Linked DNA regions of Rattus norvegicus: region 1 is linked to region 2. A link is a contact called in public Hi-C data. All regions are on one chromosome and are shown on one strand. Each heading gives the region's core, a stretch centred on a gene start, on an enhancer-like site or on the middle of the called end of the contact. The rest is flanking DNA. Distances are from core to core; before and after follow the strand shown. Region 1 holds the start of Stk39 (serine threonine kinase 39). Region 2 overlaps Stk39 (serine threonine kinase 39).

Region 1 (3,015 bases), core at 203-2,702, 43 kb before region 2:
AAGTGGTCTGGGTTTGCCTCGAATCTGTGAATCATGTTTTCCTACCATGTCTTAAAGGCTTTTCCTGACCTTTACAATCCCATTTCATGATCGAAAGTCAAGATATAACTTCTTATGACAACGCGGAGGAATGCTTGTTTAATCTTTTCTATTTACCTTTAGAAGCAGCCCTTAAAAGTTCTTTGGTTAGAATGGGAGCAGCTTCATGGAGAGGGAACCAGTGACTTGGGATACAGAGGCCCCCTGTTCATCAGAGGCCTAGAGTTTGTTTATGAAGGAGTAGTCTATTTCTTGACAGAAATTAAAATAAATATACAGGCCTTTTTAAAAATAGTTTAGCTGCACAAAAGGAAGTACACATTCTTAGTTCAGCATAAATTATAGCTCATCGAGCAAGTCATGCTAGTTGCTAATTTGTCCAATCTATCCCATAGTGTCCTAAGGGGTTAAGTAAACAGTTACCATCACTGTTTTTGCTGAACAACTGGTTTTTCTCCTACGTTTCTATTCTGAATTATCTTTTAAAGAGTTTAAGGAGGTTTTTATCTCTTCAAGAGCTTCATGGCTTCCCCGTGTGCTTTGTTCTTTCTCAAGCTTGGCTGTATGGTGAGAACCAACCAGCCTAGTGTCAGCCACAGAACCAATATGCCTATTGAGTCACAGTACCATTCCAGCCTGAGGCAAGAGTCTTTTAATAGTGGTCACCTCTGTGAGGGATGAGAGTCGAACATTCAAAAGTGACACCTGCAATTAGAAAGATCTCTGGTTTTGCCACAGCTATTTTAAAGATGAGGTAATTCGGGGAGTGTTGAAAAAGCAGCATTTATTTAAAACTTTCCATTGCAGTTAATTTATGCCCCAGCATGTTCATTGTGTTCTATCAAAGAAACTTGCTGTCTGACCTTAGGATCTTAAAGGGTTAATGTGGCCGTTTATGTATTCATTTGTGCTTGGTATCGAACCAAGGACTTTAAGTGTATTAGGCTGGCACTTTACCACTGAGCATGTTTTTAAGCTCATAAAAGGTGCTGTGGGGGTAGGGAGTTGGTAGAATCAAGAACCTTTTTGCATGCATACCCTCCTTTCTCCTCTCCACTACTTGTAACTTCACTGCCCCTGACAGACATCACCTTCCTGGGATCCAAGTGACTTTGAACAAGAGAGAAAGTCAGGGATTTATGGAGTCCAGTTTCATTTCAGAGCAGCACAGCGATTACATTAGGCAAGGTGCGAAAGGGCTCCTACCAGGTAAAGCACCGGAAAGTTACAAGTTGGGTTATTTTTTAACCGGCGTCCTACAAAACCGACGCCGTGTAGGTGTCTCACTCGCTAACTTGTAAAAGAACTCCAGGTTCTTTAGCTCGGGGAGAGTTAGCAGGCAGAGAATCTGGCAGCCGTTCAACGACCCCGCCCTCGGAGTCCCAGGGGGGCTTCTTCTGGAGAGTGCGATTGTCTAGGGCGGAGGCGCGGCTGGATAGGAAGGGAGCCTGGCGATCCCCGAAAGCACCCCTGAAGCCGCCAGGCTCCGAGCGCGTGGAAACTTCCCTGGCGGCAAGCAGGGCGGGAGGGGGCGGCGGTTCCCCCCAGCGCTGAGAGCACCGCGCGCGCGAGGATCGGGGCGCGCGGCGGGCGCGGCGGCCGCCGCCTCCTCCCGTCCCCGCCTCCGCGGCGCAGCCTCCTCCCTCCGCCCGGCTCGGCCTCGGGCTCCCTCCCCTCGTGGCAGGCTCCGGCGGCGGCGGCGGCGGCGGCTGCGGCGGACGGGGAGGGCGTGCGCCGGTCGAGAGGTGTGGGCGACGAGGCTAGGGAAGTTTCAAGTGGAAGGTCGTCCGCCGGCCGGCGCGTCCCCTCACTCTCCTCCCGCAGCATCATGGCGGAGCCGAGCGGCTCGCCCGTGCACGTCCAGCTTCCCCAGCAGGCGGCCCCGGTGACAGCCGCGGCGGCGGCTCCGGCGGCCGCGACATCAGCACCGGCCCCGGCCCCGGCCCCGGCGGCGCCCGCAGCCCCGGCCCCGGCTCCAGCTGCGGCTCCAGCCCCGGCCCCGGCAGCTCAGGCGGTCGGCTGGCCCATCTGCAGGGACGCGTACGAGCTCCAGGAGGTTATCGGTCAGTGCGGAGGGTGCTGCGGGGCCGGTCCAGGCCGGGCGCCGAGACTGGGCGGGAGTGGGTGCGGGATGCGGTTCTCCTGTGTGCCTGCACGCCCAGAGGCAGAGCGGCCGGCTTCGGGGCCTACCGGCTTCAACAGTTATTTTATTGTCTTTTTTAATTTTTAATTTGTCCCTTCCTTCCCTGAGCGCGGCTGCTGCAGGAGGTGGCGCGGCGGATGTGACTCGCACTGCAGACGAGCTGCAGGCTGCAAACTTTTATCTCCCGGATCGCCCGGGCGGCGGAGCTGGAACCCAGTAACGCCGCATCCTCCTCCCCCCCTCAAGCCCTGGGGCCGCTGCTCGTGGCCGGTGACCACGCGGATGGGCTGCCTGGGCGGGGTGGGGATGCGGGGGCGCCGCCCTGGGCTTCCGCGCCCCCGCGCCGCGCCGGGTGAAACGCGTCCTGGGAGACCCTGCGGGCATAGCCGCGCCTCTGCCTCCTGCGGTGACCTCTCGGTGGGTAGCCCAGCCACGTAGTAGTGGCAAAGGCCCAGGCGCCTGCCCAGACCAGGGAGGATGCTGGCCTTCTTCTGACAGCCGCCGCATGTTCTCCCTGCAACCCGGTTCTGCGCGCAGTGCGCCCGGGTACCTGCCTCCCTTTTTGCGGGCGCGCCGCCTGCTGCCAGCCCAGGGGCCGGTGAGCGGGCGCGCTGGCCTCCTGCCCTGCGCCAGGAGGATCTGCTGTGAAACTCGAGGCTGTCCATTATCCGCGCTCAACCTTTTGGTGTCTCCTAGGCAGCTCACTAATAACATCTTATCTTACATTTTTAAATGCCTGGCAAAGTCTAAAGGCAAGAAGCCCGCGTTACTTTTCTTTGAGTCAAGCAAGTGAAGGGCCAGGATATTTGTGGTGTCCTATACCGTAGAACCTT
Region 2 (3,003 bases), core at 68-2,567:
CATACTACTCTGGGATTTAATGTGACATTCAGATACCCGATGGCCTAGACATTTCCAAGGCACTGCTAGAGTTTAGTTGTTTCTGACACGGTTCGATATGGCAGGATTTTAGCTGTGTGAAGATTCTGGCTGTCCTTTGAGTTCAGAAGATTCAGAAAATCTGCATCATTTTAAAATTAAAACACAGGTTCCCATTTCCTGTCGCACAGGATGTTGTCACAGAGCCCCTTAGCATGACACTGCTCCTCCAGTGGCTTTGAAATAGGAGTGTGTGCCACGCAGCAGGACACGGCTCATCTTTCCAGGATGGAGTCCAGGTTCTCCCGAGGTAACATCTGATCTGTGGATAACCACCGCTTCCTCCTTCAGATGTTCTCCAGAATCAGCTGGACTCACAGGTTCAAGTAGGCTGAGAAAAGGAAGGGGGGAGAACATGCTGCTGGTCTCTCAGATGAGGGGATAGAGGCATGACAGGCTGCTGCTGCTGGCCTCCTCTCAGACAAGGCTATACATTTCACATCCTCTGAAGGGTGGAATTCCTGAAGTTGTCAAGGCAGGGAGAGCTGCAGCTGGTCCCAGAGCCCCTGCTGCGTTCAATATTGCCCAGGCTCCAGTGTTACAGGGAGGAATCGGGAGGCTCGCTGCTGTAGGGACTAAGTGAGCACGTGATCTCCCTGTGTGCCCTGAGCTACGAGACCCTAAAGCTCACCTCTCTACCAGCGACATCTGTCTGTGTGTTTTAGGTATAGTTCGGAGTTTATCAACCACATGTTCGTGTATCATGAGCTAACTGAGAACTTTCTCTAAGATATTCAGGGAGACCCGTAGACTGTTGCTGACTGCTTCTCTAGCCAGTGAATACAGCCGTGATGGAACTACGGTGTTAAGAGAACAAGAGATTCCTTCTCAGTTTCTGTTCTGTCCTCACATTATAAATACATAAATAAATAAATAAATAAATAAATAAATAAGAAGGAAGAAGAGGGGAGGGGGAGGGGGAGGGAGGATAAGGGGGATATTTTCTGGTGTAGGTTCACCTGACTTCCTGCTGTGTGTTGTGAGTTAGGGCAGTCTCCCTTGTGAATAATCTCCAAGTGAAATTGACTGACTTTTCTACACTCACTTGGCTTGGCAAATCATTGACAGATAAGTGATTTTACAAGTGAGTTGGTGACTCACCAAATAAGGTGGCTGTGTGAAAGCCTCGGAGCTTGTTCACTTGGCGCCGTTTGAGCATTTGTCCGCATCAAAGGCGGGCCATCCCCTCTCGGGTATTATGTCACACTGAGATAAAGACCAAGTCAAGGGCCAACGGCAATAGTTTATGGCTTGATAACATGTTGGGCATGCCACACCACAGTGTGTGTACTTAGAGACACACAGTACAGATGTGGAAACTATGACCTCACTATTGGCAACAGCAGGATATAAACTCACAGTTGTGGATATATGTGGGAGTCCCATGAGTGTGAGTGCGGGCGAGTAAGTGTAGAGACACAATATGCCGCCATGGTGGGATTTTTAATGGGATTTAAAAAAAAAACGTCGTTATTGTTTAATACAGTTGTGTTTTTAGTAAAGAAAGGGAATAAAGAGAGAGCTTTCTGTCCGATAGGTATTTCCTTTAAGCCTCAGGAAGCATTCGATGGGAAAAGACCTGTAAATGTGAAACATTTAAATTCCGTCTTTTGGTTTTCTGAAGGCAGTGCAGTCATCTGGTCCCCTGTAAGAAAGATGGGGCAGTTCTTCTCTCTGAAGGAACTCCTAATGTGTGGAAATGCGTCTTCCTCTGCCTGACTCTTCTTACTCGGTATTTGGGAGATGGTGGTCAGCTGGTTTCCACACTCTGTCCTCCAGCCGTCAGTTACCGTTATATGTGAGATTGGAGGCCATTCAAACAATGTGCATGCCGTATAGATTTGTCGTCTGGAGCAGGATGGGCCTAGCTTGTTGACTGGACCAGAGTCTGGGGAAGGACGGAGTGAATAGCAGATATTCATATATCTAAAATGCAGTGGTGGCCCACAGAAACAGTGATTACGTGATCTGTTTCATCCCAGCACGCTTTTTTCTGAAGCTGTCTTTCCAGTCCACCATCAGCAAATGCCATGACTTGGGATCCAGATGCATCCCCAGTCAGCCACTCTCTTCCTCTGCCTGGCTGTCTGTACACATGGCATGCCACCCTCTGCTGCAACACACGCAGCAACTCCGTAATCCATCACGCTCTGTCAGACTGTATCATGTACAACCTCGTCTCCATGCAGGACCCCAGAGCGACCACCGCCAAGTCTAAAGCAGGTCTCGTCCTTCTTACACAGTGCCTTGAAGCTTTCTTTGTTTTCATGGCTCCGTGTGTGCTGTGTCCTGTGTCCTGTGTCCTGCCTGCCCACCCAGCCATCTTTCCTACCTGTCCTTTCACCGATAATCTCCACGTCACCCGCGTCTCTGTCCCTTGAATTTTCCCAACTCTTGTTTGTCGCAGACAAAGGCGTTAGGATACTCAGACTGTCCTCTCCTCTACTTTACCTGTGGATTTTTGCAGGGTGACTCCTTTTCACCTGAGGCGGCCACCTCACCTGAGCATCGGAAGTAGCTTCATGTTAACTACAGTTTAACTTCAGCCACCACACTTACCGCAGTCTAAAATTGATCTTGTTCATGATATTTTGACGTCCCAATCACCTCCCACATTAAAATGTAAACTGTAGGAGGGCAGAGAACTTATTCTAAGCTTCCTTTCCAGCAGCTTAAATAATGCTTGGTACATACTGGACATACTTGGTACATACTGGACAGCCCATAAAATGTATTGACTAAATAAACAGACACTCACTCCCTGTTGTTTTTGAATGAGATATAAACTAAAGTTCTCCTCAAATGCAGGCTGTAGGTATTCCTGGTGTGGTTAAAGCATTATTGATTATGATTATTGTACACAGCCAGTAGGTGCTGTGCTTCGATCACTTGCCCACTCCTGCCCTTTTAATGAGGGAGGATCTG

The links. Hi-C and Micro-C count contacts between places; a contact is called where the count stands out from the background.
Region 1: a Hi-C map of the A7r5 cell line shows a contact between it and region 2, with 2.8 times the contacts expected there. The contact joins the promoter of Stk39 here to the enhancer-like site in region 2. A contact is called at or near these places in 2 of 12 Hi-C or Micro-C datasets (the A7r5 cell line and mammary epithelial cells).

What each region holds. Positions count from the first base shown.
Region 1 is chr3:73,585,416-73,588,430 of GRCr8, reverse strand. It overlaps Stk39 (serine threonine kinase 39), which reads left to right and starts at 1,452. Exons shown (of 18, transcript NM_019362.1): 1 at 1,452-2,102. The coding sequence starts at 1,868.
Region 2 is chr3:73,542,720-73,545,722 of GRCr8, reverse strand. The region is part of intron 1 of Stk39 (serine threonine kinase 39); the gene reads left to right. Among named protein-coding and RNA genes, the nearest start is that of Stk39, 43 kb to the left of the region's middle. Within about 2 kb of position 1,317, at least 4 of the 93 cell types and tissues checked have an H3K27ac peak or open chromatin away from gene starts, as enhancers often do.